Regions from separate parts of the Mus musculus genome. Here regions 1, 2, 3, 4 and 5 are each linked to region 6. The links are chromatin contacts, called in public promoter capture Hi-C maps. All regions are on one chromosome and are shown on one strand. The core of a region is the stretch at or near the end of the contact, and the rest is flanking DNA. Distances in the headings are between cores, read along the strand shown. Region 1 holds the start of Mtfr1 (mitochondrial fission regulator 1). Region 2 holds the start of Pde7a (phosphodiesterase 7A). Region 3 holds the start of Mccc1 (methylcrotonoyl-Coenzyme A carboxylase 1 (alpha)). Region 4 holds the start of Fxr1 (fragile X mental retardation gene 1, autosomal homolog). Region 5 holds the start of Armc1 (armadillo repeat containing 1). Region 6 holds the start of Rpl22l1 (ribosomal protein L22 like 1).

Evidence for each region. Promoter capture Hi-C pulls out the DNA fragments that hold promoters and counts their contacts.
Region 1: a contact with region 6 is called in a promoter capture Hi-C map of pre-B cells, with 4 times the contacts expected there. The contact joins the promoter of Mtfr1 here to the promoter of Rpl22l1 in region 6. A contact is called at or near these places in 1 of 39 promoter capture datasets (pre-B cells) and 1 of 484 Hi-C or Micro-C datasets (CD4 T cells).
Region 2: a contact with region 6 is called in a promoter capture Hi-C map of pre-B cells. The contact joins the promoter of Pde7a here to the promoter of Rpl22l1 in region 6. A contact is called at or near these places in 2 of 39 promoter capture datasets (cranial neural crest and pre-B cells).
Region 3: a contact with region 6 is called in a promoter capture Hi-C map of pre-B cells, with 2.9 times the contacts expected there. The contact joins the promoter of Mccc1 here to the promoter of Rpl22l1 in region 6. A contact is called at or near these places in 1 of 39 promoter capture datasets (pre-B cells) and 1 of 484 Hi-C or Micro-C datasets (CD4 T cells).
Region 4: a promoter capture Hi-C map of pre-B cells shows a contact between it and region 6, with 2.7 times the contacts expected there. The contact joins the promoter of Fxr1 here to the promoter of Rpl22l1 in region 6. A contact is called at or near these places in 2 of 39 promoter capture datasets (liver and pre-B cells).
Region 5: a contact with region 6 is called in a promoter capture Hi-C map of pre-B cells. The contact joins the promoter of Armc1 here to the promoter of Rpl22l1 in region 6. A contact is called at or near these places in 2 of 39 promoter capture datasets (liver and pre-B cells) and 1 of 484 Hi-C or Micro-C datasets (CD4 T cells).

The regions. Positions count from the first base shown.
Region 1 is chr3:19,186,551-19,189,788 of GRCm38.p6, forward strand. It overlaps Mtfr1 (mitochondrial fission regulator 1), which reads left to right and starts at 1,560. Exons shown (of 8, transcript NM_026182.6): 1 at 1,560-1,738.
Region 2 is chr3:19,309,819-19,312,876 of GRCm38.p6, forward strand. Pde7a (phosphodiesterase 7A) reads right to left here and starts at 1,504. Exons shown (of 13, transcript NM_001122759.2): 1 at 1,046-1,504. The coding sequence starts at 1,183.
Region 3 is chr3:35,999,137-36,002,511 of GRCm38.p6, forward strand. Mccc1 (methylcrotonoyl-Coenzyme A carboxylase 1 (alpha)) reads right to left here and starts at 1,542. Exons shown (of 19, transcript NM_023644.4): 1 at 1,345-1,542. The coding sequence starts at 1,421. It overlaps Mccc1os (methylcrotonoyl-Coenzyme A carboxylase 1 (alpha), opposite strand), which reads left to right and starts at 777. Exons shown (of 3, transcript NR_029456.1): 1 at 777-1,575.
Region 4 is chr3:34,018,271-34,021,489 of GRCm38.p6, forward strand. It overlaps Fxr1 (fragile X mental retardation gene 1, autosomal homolog), which reads left to right and starts at 1,809. Exons shown (of 17, transcript NM_001113188.1): 1 at 1,809-1,893. The coding sequence starts at 1,843.
Region 5 is chr3:19,161,805-19,165,076 of GRCm38.p6, forward strand. It overlaps Armc1 (armadillo repeat containing 1), which reads right to left and starts at 1,291. Exons shown (of 7, transcript NM_028840.3): 1 at 1,106-1,291.
Region 6 is chr3:28,804,031-28,807,402 of GRCm38.p6, forward strand. Rpl22l1 (ribosomal protein L22 like 1) reads left to right here and starts at 1,478. Exons shown (of 4, transcript NM_001347226.2): 1 at 1,478-1,513; 2 at 2,473-2,562; 3 at 2,707-2,828; 4 at 3,157-3,372. The coding sequence starts at 1,505. The coding sequence ends at 3,301. Gm32950 (predicted gene, 32950) reads right to left here and starts at 1,321. Exons shown (of 3, transcript NR_166194.1): 1 at 1,232-1,321.

The DNA.
Region 1 (3,238 bases), core at 310-2,809, 9.6 Mb before region 6:
ATAGGCTCTTTGTGTTATTGTATTGAATGAGATGGCACACAGCTTGGTCAGAATTCTTAGAAATGATTCCATTACTGGGAGAAACAATAATTTGTGATAAAATTACTCAGGTTTAAGTCACTGCACCTTCATCTAGATTGTCAAAAAGTTCAGGGCCACTCCAGGGCACTTGAGGGTAAAGCAAGGTGGGAAGGGAGGGAAGTTGTAAAGAAAAAATCAAATCAAATCAAAACAAAACAAAAAACAGGTTTTAAGCCATCTCCAACTGATGGGTGCTTTCAGATACCCTTCTTCTTAAACATAGACAATCACATAGGCCTGTGTGGTGGCAGGCAGCTGAGAGTCACCTGTGGGTCACACAGCTGGTGACCAGGGATCCTGAGGCAACTAATAGCTTAGCAGTAAATCCTACAAGTATCATTGGAATGGTCGCCCTGGTGTGTGGTCCCTACCAGTTCACTTCAGCAGCTTTTGTCTTTTCATCAGCCTTCAGACCAAGCACCCCTCCCTGAACTGCTCTCTCAGGCTTCTCTCTCCCAGCCTTGGTCACAGCCTGTCAGGCCCTTTTGTACTTAAAACGTTATAACACTTGGTCACATATATTAATTAACCTTGTTTTGATCTCCCTGCCTTTTGGTAGGCTTACTCAGGGTGTGGTTCAAGGCTTAAAAAACAAACAAACAAACAAACAAACCCCACCAACTTTGTACTGTCATAATGGGCTCCCAACGAGCCGTTGCTGAGTAACTGAATTGAAGCTCTAGGTGAAATCCAAAGCAGTAGCCAGGAGGAATTTAGGCCATCCAGGGTAAGAACACCAGCGCTCCAATGAGAGGGTAAGAGAGAAGGCGAAGTAGCAACAGCTGCTGCCCACTTCCCACCTCAACTCTTCCACCCTCTTCCAGGTTGTTTTGGACATAGGCTGGTCTTCAACTCTGGATCCTCCAGCCTCCAACTTCAAACTACTCGTTTTACATAGCAGGAGCCGCCACGCCCAGGTAGGAGCGGCCTCTTGAATTACTGATAGGCTTTCCCTCCATATTCACGTTTTATCGCACCCACACACACCACCGTGCTGCTTATAGCTAACTTGACACAGACTGATCGTATTTTCATGACTAGGTTATCTGAAATCTAGAATAACCCTTCATTAAAAACTACGCACACCAATTAGGCAGACTTTGAGGCGGGGGAACTGAAGGCAGGAAAAGTCTTCACTCCCTCTGAGCCGCGCCTTCCACTCCTCCAGAACATACGTCCGGGATTTGAGGCCCGAAACAGATCGCCCTGGCAGACAAAGTCCCCACAGAGCGTGGGTTGAGAAGGGCTCGACACAGGCTAGGCTAGGCTAGGCTAAGGACCTAGCTCCTTTCAGCGGGCACACATTTGAGACTTCACTCGGAATGTGGGTATTCCTACACCCAAAAGGGGCGAAGTTTACCAACAAAAATAACAGGGGCAGAAGCACCCAAGACAAAGCGCGGCACACTAGCAAGCACACGCCCCTTACTGGGCACCGCGCGTGCGCACAGAGCCCGGGACAGGTAGCCGGCGTGGCCGGCGAGCAGACACGCCTTCCGCCGGCCTCTCCTGAGCCCGCCCCCGGGCCTCAGCGAGCCGTTCACTGGTCAGCCTAGGCCGGGCCAGGGGCGGGGATTGGCTGATTGGCATAAGGTCCTGGGACAGCCAATCTGGAAGGCTGAGCAGCTGCGAAGGTGAGGGCTGCTGCGCAGCCGAGGTGAGTGGGGCCCGGGACAGAAAAGCGGTTGGCGGGGTGGGGAATGGCTACCACCCGGAGCTGAACGGTGGCGGGAGGCCGTGTTGTGGACAAGGGAGGGGACGGGGCGCGGCGCGGGAGGCCGGCGAGCGGGAGGGAGGCCGCGGAAGCCCGGAGCAGAGAGCAGCCCTCCGGCTCGCCCGCGCCTGGCCTGCTGAGCTCCGCGGGCCGCCGGCCTGGCTCCCATCCCCCGCAGTCGGCGTTGTGCCCTCGCTGGATCCGGGCTGAACGGGGCGGCCCACGGCGTTCAGCCTGTTCTACCTGGACCTACTTTCCTGTCATTGTCGGCTGGCAGCTCTGAACTTTCTAAGCGTGCGCAGTTTGCGTGTAGCCAGACTACAGAAACTTTGAGATCTGAAGTCAAACTTAACCAAACCTTTCTTTCCGCCTGATGGTTTGTTTTGTGATTGGTCTGATGTAACCTCTTCTGGCTTAAACCTCGTTTTGTGCTTGAGGATGGTCAATAGAAGTTCGGATCCTACCCCCTCCACCTCCCAACTACAGGATTTAAAGCTTGCTTCACCACATCCGGAAAAGAATATTAAGGAGTATTTCATGATACTTGGTAATTTAGCGTTCACTTTTTTGTTTGGTTTGGTTTTGAGACAGAGTTGTCTTCCTTACTCTAGGCTGGGGTGGAATGCACTATGTAGATTAGGTTGAGCTGCCTAAAACCTCCTGCCTCAGTCACCACGCCCGATTCCAGTCACCTTTTCCTAGTGTATGTAGTTGTTTTACATTACAATGACTTAGTCAAGGAAGTTGTGACACTTACTATCTTGTTACATGAAAGTAAGTTGTGTCCACATATATTGATCACATATATTGTACATACACAAAAATCATTTAAAAGGTAAAAATTATTTTTAAAAAGAAGGTAATAGAAATGGGTTTGCGATTATATACAACCGAGTTTGACTATAAAATGCTTACGAGCTAAGAAAAGTCTCAGTCACGATGTGCAGCTAACTCTCTATCAACACCCTAATCTTTGAATTGAAATGCAAGTCTAGTAACTGAAGAGGAAACTTAAGGGTTCTTTAGAAACTGTGTTGTACGGTGTTCTGCTGGGCTAAACACGTGAAGGAACATGTAGCTGAAGTGGACCTAGGCGAAAGGATGTTCTACGAAAGCAAGCACGTGAAAGGACATGGGATTAAGATTTATTTGCTAATGACATGCATGTATTGGTCTTCGTAGTTGAGCTGCATTTGTCAGACTCTAGGGAGAGAAGTGCTCCATAATGGTGGTGTGTTGCAGTTTCTTGCTGCATCCGCAGATGCAGGGCTGATTGGCAGAGTGATGTCAGCTGAGATGGACACACATGCTCAAGACCTGTGAAGGACATGTGTTGTTTGGAGGGTATAAATAGGATTTGATGGACAGTGGAGGAGGATGAGCTAGGCTTGCTTATAGAGCTGGGTGTGCAATGTTTGTGGGTACCCTCTTGTGGCACACATG
Region 2 (3,058 bases), core at 254-2,753, 9.5 Mb before region 6:
CAATATAATTGAAGGGAGAAACAGTGTGCTATAAAGGGTAAAGAAATACTAAGCAATAGAAAAAAATAAGAATACTTTATTTTACGAAATGAATACGGGACCTAGGGCAATGGCTCAGGCCTGGTACTTGGAAGTCTGAAGCAGGAAGATCATGAGTTAAAGGCAAGACTGAACAATTTAGAAAGGCCCTGCCATAAACAAGCACACAAATAAACGAATGAATGGATGGATGGATGGATGGATGAATGGCTGAGGCTCACTGATTGGAGTCTAGACCAGCAAATGTAAGCACACTCCTCCAGTACCCGTCCCAAAAGTAATCTCATAAACACAGAACTTCTGGCAGCAGGCAATGAGGGCACCAGGTTCATATGTAAACAAAGTAAAATTCTTCCTCTTTATTCTAAATCTGGCAACCAAATTTAACCCAACTAAAGAGCTGAGCCAAGGACGTCACAGAAAAAAATTTTTTTTTTTTTAATGTTCAACAGCAACTGGTGTTGGGCCATCGGAAACAAAGTCCTTTGTGAATGCTCATCAGTGGTTTCTGAACTAAAGCCGCCTTTATCAAGCGAGAAAACTGATTGGAAACCATCAACTTTGCACACTAGTTCCTGACACCTAGGCCCCTTCCCTACAAAGCAGCAGTTCGCAGTTCGGGTGAGGACCACAATGGGACCACTAGGCCTATTGTTCTGAGAAACTCAGCACCCGCAGCGCTGCAAGGCTCGAGAACCTGCACAGGTGTGGGGGAGGGCTAGGGGGTGGGGGGCGAAAAGGTGAGCTCAGGGTCATGACTAAGGGGACAAGAGGCCCAACTGGTAGGAGACACAGAGAAAGGAGGGGAGGATAAAGTCATGGCTTGGGGCTACCAGCGGGCGTGACGGGTTAGCCGCGGCGAGGGTCGCAGAGGCCAGGGGCACCGAGCACAGCCGAGGGTGAAAGACTCCGGGAAGGGGAGGCCAGCCTACCGAGGCGGGAACAATGGCCCGAGTCCCTCCAGAAGACAAAAGCACCGAGCTGCGGGCCCCGGGGCGGCGGTTACCTGCGAGAGCTGCCGGGGATGCGGGCAGCCGAAGAGCGCGGAGCTGGAGCTGAAGCTGATGGCTCCTCGGCGGCTGAGGACGTGCTGGGGGACCGGCCTGTCCAGGGGCAGCACCGGCAGCTGGTAGCATACTTCCATTGAACACGTCCGCCTTGGATCCGCGCGGCGCCCGCCAGTCCGCGGTCGCCCGCCCCTGCGCTACGAGGGGGCCGCGCCGCGGGGACCCGGGGCCGAGGCGCGCGCGGGGCGGGCGGCGCTAGTGGCCGCCGACGCCTCCCGGCCCTCCGCGCGGCTGGCGGCGGGAAGGGCTGCAGCGGGCTCGGGAAGCCGGGCGGGCGGCGTTAAAGGGGAACCCGCCGCCCAGGCGCTCCGCGGCGCGAGAGCTGGCCCGGGCCGCGAGCACGGGCGCGGAGCGTAGAGCAGTTCGGCCGCCGGAGCCCTGCCCCCTCCCCTCCCCCGAGCCTCACTCCGCTCCGCCGCCGGCGCGAGCCCGGCGTAATTCACACTTTGCAGCAGCGGACCCTGCGCCAACCACGGCCGCCGCCACCGTGACGTCACGACGCCGCGCCGCATGCCCCGCGCCCCGCGCCGCCGCCGCGCCCAGGAGCCCGCCGGCTGTCCGGACAGGGCTGCTCGCGTCCGCTGCGCTAGGCGCCGCGCCGCGCCGCGCCGCGCCCCGCGCCCCCCCGGCCCCTCCCGCCTCCCCGCAGCTCCCTCCCCGCAACCCGCGGCGCGTGCGCAGGAGAGTTACGTGGGGCATCCTCGGGCGCACCGACCCGGAGTTTGTTCGGCCTACCGGATCGGCGCTGTTTCGTCCGACAGATCCAAAATGCCCAGAGCACCGGGCGCCCTCTCCGTGCTCCGCCCGTCGGGGCACCGCGCGCGTCCCCTGTGGAATTCCCGTACTAGGGCGTCGCGGGAGGCCGCTGCGGCGGTGACGCCAGCAGATCTCGGGGGCTCAGTGCTCCCGCTATGTCACCGTCCGTGCCCTACCTAGGCAAGGTTCCAGTGGCTTCCCTTGGCAAGTGAGGCCCCAGACTTTCGGGGCCTGCAGAGCAGAAAAAGACCAAAAACTCCCGAGCGAGAAGGAGGGTCTTTGGATGGAGAAAAGTGAAATTCTGCAACCAAGAAAATGAGAAATGACGATATTGGGAAGACAAAGATGACAAAGAGACCAAAAGTTCCCCTAGCCAACCATCGCCCTTCTTTGTTAGTGTTTGCTGGCTAGGATGTAAGAGAGCTTTTCACCTGTTTTGGTAAGGTGAGGATATAATTTGCTTGTTCTTTTAAGTTTCTGCCCCAAACTGCCAAAGCTTTTCTGCAGGAGCCGACTGTTTCTGATGCTTTGAGCATCAGATACTTTTAGCATGAACGAGCTCCACACCCCCACCCCCACCCCCGCCCCCTGGCAAAATAGATTTGGATCATTTCTCAGGGCATCTAGTCTCCCAGTTATTTAAGATTGGCAAGGTGGCAGGTCTTAGAAGAAGTACAGTGCTGAGCCTGGGCTTAATGATGCTATAAATTGAGTACCGAGTGTACATGATCAGATAAACGGACAAAGGTGGAAGGTGTATTCTTTTATTATTTAAACCTCGTGCCCCTGTGTATTTTCTACATGCCAGGTCTTCATCATGTTTTACGATCCGTTCTGTGTCATGGAATTTGCCTTCACTAGATGAAGAAGCACTAATGAGATTCTTTTAGTGCAGCAACTGATCTCACTGCTTTTGAAATCCTAATTAGTCCCTGTAGTAGATGTGTTAAGCATCTCACTTGGGATTACACCGAGCACTGTGGGCCACTTAGTCTTCAGAAAGTCGTTTATCAGCTGACTAAATTGGAAGTAGATTCCTAGAAACAAACTTGCCCTACACCTAGGACAGATAAATCTCAAGAACTAACCTCAAGTGATATGTACGGACATGGTGGTACAAACCTGTAATCGCTGCCTTTGGAAAGCTAGGGCAACACGATGAAGAGTTGAGAGTTAAAGATAAGCTCAAGTATCAT
Region 3 (3,375 bases), core at 292-2,791, 7.2 Mb after region 6:
TTTTCCCCTCTGACCTCTCCAGGTAAGTTAGGGTTTAAGGCTTTTCCAGTCCTGCCTAAGAAATCACAGCTTTGTCATGTATCCAACCTGGGACCACTGATAGCCTAAAATGTTTTTTTTTTTTTTTTTCCTCTCAGCTAGTGAAGACTGAGTCAGGCAGTCAGACACACTCCTTAAGTGCAATCCTTTATCTTGACAATGTTCTGATTTCTCTATCCCATTTTTCAAAGCTCTTTTTGCTACATCTCAAAACATTTAAACATGACGAGTAAATTGCCTGCCAGGAGATAATTCACCAATTAAGACAGCCGCTATTCTCATGGGTAGAGTCTGACTAATCAAATTCTTTTCTCTGAGGTATTAGAGGAATCATGGCTGGTAAAAAGAAAGAAAAAAGAAAAGGTAAAATTCTCATGCTGGTAAGAGTTTTAATTTTAAAAACTATTAGCAGGATGACAGCTATAACTAAGCCTTGAGAGGAGAATGACTCTGTGGTATTCTTGGGAACCTAAGGAAATTCACAGGAAGAAAAACAGCACTAATACAACTTTCACCATCTTTCTTATTTAAAATATAGGGTGAAGACCTACATTTTAGTATTCACCGAAAATCCAGGGCATCGACCACTGTTTGTTGAATGGACCATGATGTGTTTAAATTTTTATCCACGTGTTGATTTGGACATACGAGGGGGTTAGTATCGTCTTTATATTACCTCTGCTAGATACAAGTATCATCACCTCCAAGCAGAAGAAACTGAAGCACGGATATTAGGTAACTCGACCAAGGTCACAGGTAAGCTGGGAACCCAACCTTCTGCAGGCAGTTCTTGCCCTTGGGCCAGTACGTTTTTCAGAATGCGAGGAGGTGATGATTATGGTGAAGTAATCTATCTACATGACTTGGGGTTTTCACTGTTGTCAAAGCGTGGAGCTTCGTTTCCAAAAGGATCCGGGGTAGTCATCTGCCAGCTTTGTTCAAACTTGTGAACAAGAGCGTTCGACAAAACTCACCCCTCATTAATTTGACTCTTCCCAGCAATGGGAAAGGTCTCTAGAAATCCTTCTCTGAACTGCACTCAAAATGAGGGAGCTAAGCTGAAAGCGACTTTGGGAAAGGGGTCCTGGTGCAAGCCTCTAGCTACGTATGCCATCTTCGGTTGCAGCACCGTGCGGGGTGCCCAGATCAGAAACCAGCCAAGGTGGCAGAGTCTGTAGGAAGAGCCAAAGACTGAAGTGGGACAGCGCCTACCAAAACTACACACAGGCACTTAAAGGGCTGCTCTCACGTGACCCAGCGCCTCGCATCCGGGCCGCGCACGGACCGGCAGTACCCCTGAGTCACCTCGGCTGCAGCAGCAGGATCGGGACCCGTCGCAACTGGTTCCTGTCCACCGCAGCCAACAACGCCGCCGCCGCCATCTCCGCGCTGTTCTGCTGGATTCCAAAAGCTGCTTGGCTTATTCTTGAAAGCGTCCCTCCCTGCGCAAGCTTCTTGTCCCCGATCCGCCACCGTAGCTCCGAAGAGCAAGTAGGCGTCTCCGCAAGAGCCAATCACAAAACTGGGTGTTTCAAGGTACCGATTGGCTGATTGGACCATGTGCCTGGGGGGTGGGGAGTGAACTGTGAGGGGCTGGGCTCCATCTGGAGGGGCGGGGCCAGGTTTTTTTTTTTTTCTTTTTTTTTTTTTTTAGCACAGAGCATGAGAGGAAAATGCACAGCCCCTCAAACCACCACTCAAGCAAAATGCAAGCTTTCTCACTAAACATCAGGAAAAAGGGGCAGTGGAAACTGCGTGGCAGGAAACAAAGACACAGTAAAAGCTATGTGTAGGTATTTGATACAGCTGAGGCAGAGCTCATATGGGGGAGAAAAACACAGTAAGTGAAACAGCCAATCGAAGGGTTATAAGTGCAAAAACTAAATGGGACGTAGTGGCGCATATTTGCAATCCCAGAAGCTGAAGCAGAAGGATTGTAGTAAGTGACAGGATTGACTAGACAGTGAGTCCCAGGCCAGCCTGAGCAATACGTTGAGGCTGTCCCTCAAAAACCAAAATAAATAAGATATGAAAAACAAACATAAATGCAGAAGGAAAACAAATGTAAAGAGGAATAAATTAGTGAAATCAGAAAACTAACACCAAAGGACAAATAAATCCAGGAACTAAGAAAATAATTAGAAATAAGGGGACACAAGTGGAAGCAGGAACATCAGGAGTTCAAGCCCATCCTAACCTGCAGACCAAGTTCGAGACCAGTCTGGGCTAGTAGTCCTGCACCTGTCTTTAAAATCTAAGATGTTTTCTTGAAAGATTCGAACTTTTAGAAAGTCTGGATACAAATTGGCTTGCTTGTGTATTTTCGAGAAGGTTCCTACTTATCTGGCCCATTGGCCAGCAAAAGAGAACCCATCCCTCTGGAGTTCACCAGAAATGAATTCCTTCCTTCAGGAAGGATATCTTATATTGAGTAAGTTTAGACTTTTATCGGTAGAGTCATCACATAGTTTCAAAACGTCCCTGGGAGTACTTGCCACTGGCTTTGTTTGTGTGGCTGGATATCTTTTTTTCCTACAGAGTTATAAGAACTCTAGTTATAGAGGTTAATATTTCCTCAGGTTTTCATTTAGTTGTTTACTTTTACGCTGTTTCAGGTGTGAAGAGTTCCATATTAAAAAAAAAAAAAAAAAAAAAAAACCACACACTGTTTTCTGGGCGTGGGGAGAAATTGTTTTCATCTTGTACTTAAAATGAATGTAAGATATATATTTAAAACAGCAAAAAAGTGAACATGGCCTCCAAATAAGCAAGAAATAAAGAGGAAAAAAATCTCACATGACTTTTTTTTTTTTTCTTTTTGAGACACGGTCTCTCTATGTAGCCCTGACTGTCCTGGAACTCACTATGTAGACCAGGCTGACTTCTAACTCACAGAGTTTGAGAGCCTGCCTCTGCCTCCCAAGGGCTAGGACTGAATGTGTGCACCACCACACTGGTCTTGATTATATATATATATGTGTGTGTGTGTGTGTGTGTGTGTGTGTGTGTGTGTGTATATATGTGTGTGTGTGTATATATATATATATATATGTGTGTGTGTGTGTATATATATATATATATATATATATATATATATATATATATATGTCCCTGGCTGTCCTGGAACTCACTTTTAAAAGTAGGGAAATCAAATATAGAGAAAACAATAAATTAACAAGAAGCTGATTTTGTACAACTTTGACAAACCAGAAATGAAATGGATTTTACAAGAAAATACTGTTTACTAAAATAGATGCTGGAAAAGAGACAAGATCTAAATAATCCTTCCCCCTGTTTTGAATCCCTCTTTACCTCCACCCCAACTGATGAAAAAGC
Region 4 (3,219 bases), core at 559-3,058, 5.2 Mb after region 6:
CTACCCCAGAAGTGTTACTTTTAACAGCTAAAAGAGAATTTGACTCAGCTAACAGTGGAGTTTTTTGTTTGTTTGTTTTGAGACAGGGTCTCACATAGCTAGACTGACCTGGAACTTGTAGCTGAGGATAACCTTGGACTCCTGATCCTCTTGTATTCTCCACAAAATTACAGGCATGGGCCTTCAAATGAGAAATAAATAAAGGGCTAAAGAAGATAGTGCTGTGTGTAGCTCCGGGACCTTGTTTCAGTCCTCTGCATCTGACCCTCAAACATACTAATAAACCCATATCAGCAGTACAGTGCGGTTGCTTATGCAGTGTAATACTGTGACAAAAAATGGACACCTAGTCATACCTGCTGTACCATGAATCTTGAAAGAATATTCTAAATGAGAGAAGCCAATCACAGAAGCTCTCACATCACGATCCCACTCATATGTGAGATCGAGCTAGGCAAATCTCTACATAGAAAACACATGGGCAGTTTCCTAGAATCCAGGGAATTCAGGAGAATTGGGGAACAGCAACAAGCACAAGTGCTTTTTATTTTTACTTATTTATTGTTGTTTGTGATGAAAATGTTTTATACTGATCCTGGTGATAGACGCTGAACTGTACATTTTTAAAAGGGCTAATCTTGTATAAAGAAAATGTACTTTATACAAACCAGGTTGCTAGGGGCCAGGAGCTCACACCAGTAAAGCCAGCACTCTGGAGGCTAAGACAAGAGAATGGGAGGTAAATCGAAGGCCATCTTGGACTGCTTAGTGAGACTTGTCTCAGAGTAACAGGTAACCGTGGGGGAACTGAGCCTGTTAGCCCAACTGGCACCTGGAGGTGGGAGGCAGGGTGGTCAATTTGAGCTCCAAATAAAGGAAAGACAAATACATCATGCGTCGCTGAAAAGTTATGTAAAGATGCACATACAAATGAATTCTTTTAAGTACTATTTCCAAAAGCCTTGCTTTCAGAAGTTGGCATTAACTTATCAAACTAAGTATGAGTGCCACAAAGCTTCTAGAACTGGTGGCGTTTCTGGTAAAGTCACACAACACAAAACCCAATAGGTTCTTGGATCCTCTTTGCAAAACTTCCCACGTGTAACCTATCAGGGGTGGGAGGAATACACTTTCCCATTGTTTAAAATTTTTTAAAAGTAATGCCAGCACTCCGATGGCCAGAGGCAGAAGCAGTTCTGTGGGTTCAAGGCCACCCAGGGGTAGAGAACTGTGTCTCAAACAGGATCCCCCCACAAAATTAGCCTAGGTTTCCCGAGCCTTTAATAACGTATTAAGGTAACCGTGCTCGGTCGGTGACAGGTGAGTGAGCTGCCTTCGCGCGAGGCGAGGCCTGAGAACTGCGTGAGGCTCGGGGGAAGCCCCGAGTCCCGGGTTCGTCCTGGGAAAGGCTCTTCAAGGGGACGGCCCGAGGCTCCAGAGGGAAGGCTCCATGAGGGCAAACCTGAGAGTGTCGGCCGGCCATGCGCTCTGGCCGAGCCCGAGCGCCCGCCAGGCCGCGCTTCCTGACGGGAAGAGCCCGTAGGGAGCGTCGCCGGCCGCGCGGATCCTGGGGCGAGGGTGGCGCGCCGGGCGGGTCCGCCTCACTCATTGTGCGCGAGGCGGGCCGCGCGGGCGTGGGCGTGGGCGGACCGGCCTGCCGCTGGGTAGCCGCCCAAGGACCCGCGCAGAGCGGCGCCGCTAGCGGAGAGCCCGGGAGCGGGCCGGGAGCGTCCCGCCCTCCCGCCCGCCCGCCCCTCCCCCGCGACGCTCGCCCCTCCCCCCTCCTCCCCTCGCGTTGGAAAGTTTCTAGAATCTCTTCCCAGCAGCCTTTGCGGTTCCAACATGGCGGAGCTGACGGTGGAGGTTCGCGGCTCCAACGGGGCTTTCTACAAGGTACGGGCCGCGGGGCGGCCGGGGATGGGAGCTGGGCACTGGGAGCGGGGTCAAGGGGCGCCGGGGACCCCGGGGGCCGAGGAGAGGTGTCAGGTGGTGGCGGGGGAGGCAGCTGGGCCGTGCTGCTGGCCTCTGCCCTCGGCGCGGTTTAACGGTCTCGGGGCCCAGGCTCCGTTATGTTTGGAAACAAGGCGGCGGGTGCTGGCTTGCCTCCTGTCCCGGAGCGTCCTGGGTCGAGGCCTCCGGGACGCGGGCGGGCGGGCGGGCTGGAGCGGCGGGCTGTGGTGCGGGCGCGCCGCCGAGGCCTGGCGGGGTGGGGGGCGCGGACGGGCGGACTGAGGGACGGACTGAGGCGGGCAGCTCACTGCGACCCCGCGGCGGCGGCCGGGCCCGCCAGGCTCCTCTCCGCCCGCCCGCCCTCCCGCCCGCGGCATGAATGGCTGACTCCCCGGCCTACCCCGGCTTGTGCTGCCCCGGGGGCCCTGCGAACCCACGGCGCCCGCCCGCCCGCGTGGAAACCCGGACGGGCGGCGGGCCCTGGTGGCCGCGGCCTGGGGAGCGGGCGGCCCCTTCGCCCCTCGGCCCGGGAGAAATGCGAATTCCGAAGGAAGGGTTCAAAGGTGACCCGAGGCCAGGCGGCAGGTGGGAGGGACGCGTGTCTTCCCAGCCCCTGGGAAGGTGGGTTTTTTGTTTTTTGTTTTTGCTTTTTAAGTCCTCTTCCACGAGGTTCTTTTTGTTTCCTTTGAGAAGAGGCCATGCATTGCCGTGGAGGCTGGCCTCGGAGACAGAGGGAGGATTCTAGAGTGGAGGAATTTGTAAGGCGCTTGCTTCTATTGGAAAAGGGGGAGGGGGCACCAAGCAGAACACGAAGGCTGAACAGTTTTTCCATAGTAACGGCCCCTTCTCCTTATTTTTTTTTCTCCCCAAAGTGTGCGAGAATCTTAACAAATCAACACAAAACCTTCTCAGCTGTTGTCTGTCAGTCATTCTCCAAGCCAGCATCTCAGATGTTTGAGAGTCTTGGCTATTTTTATGAAGGCTCTCTTCTAGTACATGAGTATTGTATGTACTTAAAATGGTTTCTCACAGGTTTTCATTTCAATGGCTCCTTTATTCCAGAGGATTTTATTTGGTATTAACGATTTCCTAATTTTTCAGTGTTTTGCTTTTCCCTTTCTAGCTTGCTTATTAGCTGTATGGAGGTGATTTGTCACGTGGTAATAATATAGGCAGTAGCTCATTGACAAAGAATGATAAGTATACTTTTTTAAATTTTGTTTTGTAAATTTTGATTGTAAAATCTCTGGTGGCCAACTAAGTAGTAAG
Region 5 (3,272 bases), core at 41-2,540, 9.6 Mb before region 6:
TTCATTTTCTGAAAAGGGAAACGTCGTGCAAATGACAAAAGCTTTGTTCTCATTTTTCTGTATCTCAGTCTGAGTAGAGGTCACAGTGCATAGGACGTATGCCTTTACTTTTTCTTCTCCTTACTTAGCTCTGGCTGACCTATGTAGTTGAGATGAGCCTGAAACTAGGAGGGATCTGCCTGCCAATAGCTACCAAAGCAGGGATTAAAGGCATACCATCACGACCCAAACTTATTTTCTCTTCCTTGGCTCTATGTTGACAAACAGAACCCTTCGCAAACTTTAAGGACACTGCGATCACCTAAGGGACCTTGCCAAAAGTAAGTTCAAGCTCAGTGGGTGTAAGTGGGTCTGGGAATCTGAGATGTCCAACCAGCTTCCAGATGAGGATGCCAACGGGCAAGAAGTCTTGAAGCACGGAGTTAGAGACACGCGAGACATCAGTGTCTGGGCAGATGTCAGAAAGGTATTCCTTTTCTTATAGCTAAGAATCACCACTTAGTTAATAGAAGTATTTAGCCCTCACGTGCTAAGAGCTGCTGCGGGCACACACTTATCCTAAATCCTTAATGATTAAGCCGGGTTGAAAAGCAACTACCACTATCAAACGCCGAGACCCGATCTGGCTTCTCCTTGCAATTATAACTGTAACTCTTTTGGAATTGAATTACCGTCTCCAAGCCTCAGTTTCTTCAGGTAGCAGTTTTGAGCGGGTAACAGGGTGGGAAAAAAAAAAGGCAAGACAGTAAAATGTCTGGCAAGTACCATGCAAGCACAGAACTAACCCAGTGGGAAACTTCTACTGCAAGCGCTGAGGAGACAGTATCACCAAAGGAGCAGCTAAGTGCACAAATGCCCACCACCTGTGTACACGAGTTTCTCTTGAATGGAGGCCTGCGCGCAGAGGCTCGCAGATTTACAGAAAGAACGCCGCGACATGGACACCCGCTACTCGTAGGGCGGGCTGGCTGGTCAGAAGGAAGAGGAGAGAAGAGCACGTCCGGAGCCGTCCGAGGCAGCCCGCGGGATGCCGGCAGGAGGCGGGCGCAGCGGCCGGCCCGCGCAGCAGCGGCCCCTCGGCCCCACCTCGGCCCCGGCTACGTACCCTCCAGAGCTCCGGGCGTCCGGAGCCTGCCGCAGCATCAGAGCCGCACCCACCACGGCGGACAACGGGCGGCGAAGACCCCGAGCCACGGCCCGACTCAAAGAACCACAGGGCTGAGTCGCTGGCGGCGGAGGAGCTGCAGGCTCCGCGGTGACCCTGTCACCTCTGCTGGCTTTATTATCCCATTGGCTGAAAATGAAGCAACGTGAGGAAGGACACCCAACCAGAGGCGGGATGTTCTCAAACCTAGTAGCTCATTGGTGAGCTAGACCGGACCTATGAGGACCCAGAACACTGAATTGGAACCAAGGGCTCGCCGTCCACGGAGTGCTAAACAAATTTACAGCCATCGTGGCTCCGCGACTACAATTCCCAGGGTTCCCGCGGCAGGAAGGGCTTCTGCTTCTGTGTGCAGACACGCGAACAGAATAGTTTATCTTCAGCAAGTCTTCCAGGTCTGATAAAACAACCTGTAACCCTTCATCCACGTCTGTGCGTCTTTACCCAGAATCTTCGGACGTTTTTTTGTAGTTTTTACTATGAACGTCGACACTGTTTGGCCTCTCTGGATTTCGTTCATTTCTTTTCAGTGCTGCTTTCTAGCAAAGCGAGGGATGCGAAGTGCTTTTGTTGGGTTGGCCTAAGTGATTTGACATTGAAAAGAATTTTGTCTTTTCTCTTGTCAGAGACTTGTGTTAAGAGAGTTCTCCAGTTCATCATGAAGTTTTGTTAATGCTGTTTTCTATTTATCAAAGTAAAGACATACTTGTTTTATCGATACTAGTTACCGAGGAGTTGCTCTAGGTACGTTTTATTTTCCAAAGTATTTCTGAAATTGTTATCCAAGTCTCGCAGGCTAATCTGAAAATAATACATCCATCCACACTCCTTTTTGATCTTCGTTTCTACAATCTTATTCTGACGTGTTGCTCATACATTAAAGTTACAGGGACTTTGTTGTTATTCTTGTTACAAGGAATTTGAAAGGGCTTTAATTTGGAAAGGATGTGGAAGACACCACACCGGACTGTATTCTACGCTATTATCTCCAATATTTTGTAAGTGAATTTATAAACCAGACCGCCACGGCGGAATCTGAGCACTAAGTAGGTAAAGGCTGAAGGCAGACCATTTCAAGTTCAAGCCCAGTTTAGGCTAACTAAAGCTTCACAGAAACCTTGACTTAAAAAGAAAAAAAAAGAAGAAGAAGAAGAAGAACAAAAGAGTCCATCTCTTGAGTTTCTTAATGTTCCCGTGCTCTTGGTTATCTTATTATTAAAACCCAAAATGAAAACAAGTCCAAAGTAAAGCTTGGTAGAAAACAAGAACAAGACTCTAAATAACCATCTCACCTACAGGCAAAAGCCAGTCTGTGTGCTTTATTCACAAAGCCAAGACAGGGATTAGTGGTAAGAGAACATTGAGCCTAAATTAAAAACAGTGAATGTAGAAAGCAGGAAAAAAAAAAAAAAAAAGTAAATATACTAAGTCCAAGGGGCATACCCAGTACAGCACAACCTATCTGGCTGAGTAAGTGAAGACTTGCCCAATATTCTAATAAAAGGTGACTCAGTAATCCAGAAAGGAAAATTCGCTGTTTTTGCTAATGTTAATCTGCCTATTAAGAAAAGACATATAGTATTTTCAGAATTAGTAAGTAATGACAGGTTATTTTGAGCCAGTCGGTGAAAATATGTCTTTACCTATTGAAAATTCACCATCTGAAATTTAATGTATTCACACTGATGCCATTAAAGCTCTGCAAAGTCTAAACTTTGTGCAAAATGCCATTACCAAGAAAAGATGGCTGAAGCTAAAAAGCAAAGGTAGCCTTAACAAAACATTAATTAGTGCTTCCTAAACTCCTGTGAATGGATTACAAGCCTCAGGGAAGTCTTTTAAGTCTTTATGGATTCACATTTCTAGTTTAAAAGTGTCTGAACTTGACACCTGTGAAGTTGTGCTACCTACCATTATCAATCGTTGCTTGGGTCTAGCCACAGGACAGGCTGGTACGTAAAGTTTCTCAACCACTGTTGCTTAAGACAATATTCAGATCTCTGTAGTTTTATTTAACAATCGTCTTTTGAATACACACTCTGTGCCAGAGACAATCTTAGCTATGGTTCAAAGTGAAAAAAAAGAACAAAAAAAAAACCCCACAACC
Region 6 (3,372 bases), core at 228-2,727:
CTCTTCTCAGCTTCTTTCAGCCTTCCCTAATTCAACAGGGTTCAGCTGCTTCTGTCCATTGGTTGGGTTCAAATATCTGCATCTGACTCTTTCAGCTGCTTGTTGGGTCTTTTGGAGGGCAGTCATGATAGGATCCTTTTTGTGAACACTCTATACATAGCCTCCCTCAGTAATAGCCCTGGGGCCTCCCCTTGAGCTGGATCCCACTTTGGGTCTGTAGCTGGACCTTCTTTTCCTCAGGCTCCTCTCCATTTCCATCCAGGTAATTCTTTCAGACAGGAACAATTATGGGTCAGAGGTGTGACTGTGGGATGGCAACCCCATCCCTCACTTGTTGTCCTGTATTCCTGCTGGAGGTGGGCTCTAAAAGTTCCTCTCCCTACTGTAGGGTGTTTCATCTAAGGTTCCTCCCTTTGAGTCCTGGGAGTCTCTCATCTCCTTTAAATAATTGGCTTAAGTGGTTATTGTTATGACACAGAAAGTTGCCAAAGATAAGCAAAACAAAAATTTTAAATGTCAATTAATGGCCTATTTTCAAAATATCTAATGATCATTTTGATCTGCAGAACAGGAAGCCCTTTAGGAAGAAATGTCAACCCTGGCCCCTGCCTGAACATTTGGAACGAAAAGTTTTTGTGATTCTTAAGGCAAAAAGATTTTAAAATTTAATGAAATTGATTTCTTCTAAAACCTCAGCACCACTAGCACCATACCCTACACTGTATTAACGCCTATTACCGATCGCTTGGATAGAACACAACTCTTACATTCTAGGGCCTTTTCCAAATCAACAACTAAAGTCCATCCCATCTCCTGTCCCTAAATACTAGAGTTTCACACTAACAGAAACGTATACTACTGAACACCAACAGCCTCACCACTTTTCTGACCTGGCGTCAATTACAACCGCTCAAAATTCAAATGCTTTTTTACTTTCTGTCATCAAGGTACGTCCATCCTAGTGTACTTTGTAAACATTGATAGTTAGGTTTCAGCAGATTGTGAGTCAGTAAGTAGAAAGTACAATAAATTATGCCTATCCAATAAACCCAAAGTGTACTCAACTTGTTCTTCTCAGAAGGACATCCTCTACCTTAAAAGCTAGGCAAAGCATAGAACTTTTTCTCTGGAGGACTATAATCGCAACATAATAGAGACGATCATAAAGCAACATTGAGAGTCTGCCTTGCCCTGAATTATAACAGATAACTCCTGCATCCCTTGAACTTACTCCACTCTGGTTTGTAAGTTTGCAAAGTCCACAGCCAGAGCAGAGAATCAGTCGGCTCCGGCTTCCCACTCGAAGACGCAGGCGGAAACCAAACGCCAGGGCATCCCCGCCCCCCAACGCCACGCCTCCGTTTCCTAGGTGACTGCCAAGCACTCCGTGCATATCCGGTTCCGAGTTGCGTATTTCGCACGCTCTGCGTATGACGCAGCACGTTTTTATATAAAAGCGTGCGTGCGGCGCAAGCCCGTTCTCTTCCCACGGCTGCAGCTCAACATGGCGCCGGTGAGTGCGCGCGCGTGTGCGGGGCTCGGGTATTACAGGTAGCTATTGCGTCTAGCGAGCGGGAGCGCCGCAGGAGAGAAGGCGGTGGGAAGAGAGTCGGCCTGGCGGCTCGACTGGGACGATAGAATCCGGGTTGCGGAGCCGTCCGTGAGTGCCGTGCGGCCTGCGCGGCGGGAGCCGGGCCCGCGACTAGCTTAGTATCGGCGGGCGCGGTCGGTCTCTGGGCCTCTGGGTTTCTCCATGGCCTGTGGTCACCCTGTCAACGGAAGAGAGCCTAAGTGGCCAGGTCCGCGGTTGCAATGACGTTAGCAGTTTGAAGAGCGTGGTTTAAACATTTGGAAAGTCACTATAACCAAAATTGTTAAAAATAAGGTTGCTGAGTAAGGATTCAAAACTGAGTGACGTCTGATGGCCCCATCGGGACTGCCTGTTCACTGCACGGCAGTGAGCGAGTCCACCCCGTCATTCACTCAAATGCCAGTTCCGGGTTTGCGATAATTGGAGGGTGGTGAAGGTATTATTAATTGGTAGCCATTTAGGTGACTCTGTTTGGACCAATTACAATAAAGCATAAAGAGACCCATTACCCTAAAAATGGTGTTTTAAGTTCAGATAAAACTTGAAAAGCACCCAGGTGGGTGTTTTAATTTGAAATTGGAAATAACATCAGTTACAGTAGGAAGCAGTTCTTCATAATCAAGCAAGATTTCTCTACTAAAATAAGCTTACACTTGGAAGGTACTTAACTGGAAATGATGACGTTTCATGGGAATTGAAACATTGGTTTAAACCAAGCTAATGAGTAACCTTTACATAGAGCACAGGCTCCTTCAGGTGTTGGTCAAGTCTGTGTATAACCCATTATACCAGATGTATGCTGAGTTGGTAATTTTTTTCTTGGGAATTCAGTGTCTAAGCTGAATAAACTGCTTTAATGGCATCATAATTATGTCTAGCAGAAAGACAAGAAGCCTAAGAAGTCCACCTGGAGGTTTCATTTGGACCTTACTCATCCAGTAGAAGATGGAATTTTTGACTCTGGAAATTTTGTAAGTGTCTTACTGTGATTGCATAGTTGTTGGCATTTAAATGTAGTACTTGATATTAACCTAAGCTGTGCTCCTAGGGTACCTTCCCTAGTGACCATCTAGGGTTTCCTTCCCTAGTTTTGCATTCTTTCTGTTTGAAAATAGGAACAGTTTCTACGGGAGAAGGTTAAAGTCAATGGAAAAACTGGAAATCTTGGCAATGTTGTTCACATTGAACGCCTGAAGAATAAAATCACAGTTGTTTCTGAGAAACAGTTCTCCAAAAGGTCTGTTCTTCTGTTTTTACGTTGTGGTGGGATGTCTCGTAGGCATTAGTCTGCGAAAATGGCTGTTAGTCTGTTTAAAGGTGTTTGCATATGAGTCAGGATGACTCTTGCTGTCTATTTCATTTCATAAATGGGGAATATTAGTATATTTTGAGTCAACAGACAGCAGATTTCATGGTGTGTTGTACTAGGGGGTTGAGAGGCTGCTCTTGTCCTGGTTGCTTCTTAAAACCAAAGTCCTAGTGAGTAGGAGTTACAAATGTGGCAGTGCGTGTTTTCATGATAGGATTGATCACACATCTAATAAACTCATGGTTTTGTCTCAAAGGTATTTGAAATATCTTACCAAGAAATACCTTAAGAAGAATAATCTCCGTGATTGGCTACGTGTGGTCGCATCTGACAAGGAGACTTACGAACTTCGTTATTTCCAGATTAGTCAAGATGAAGATGGTTCAGAGTCTGAGGACTAATTGGCCTCTGCTTGTAATACAATGAAAGTATTCTAAAGAAATATAAAATTGGACTTTATGAGAAAATAAAA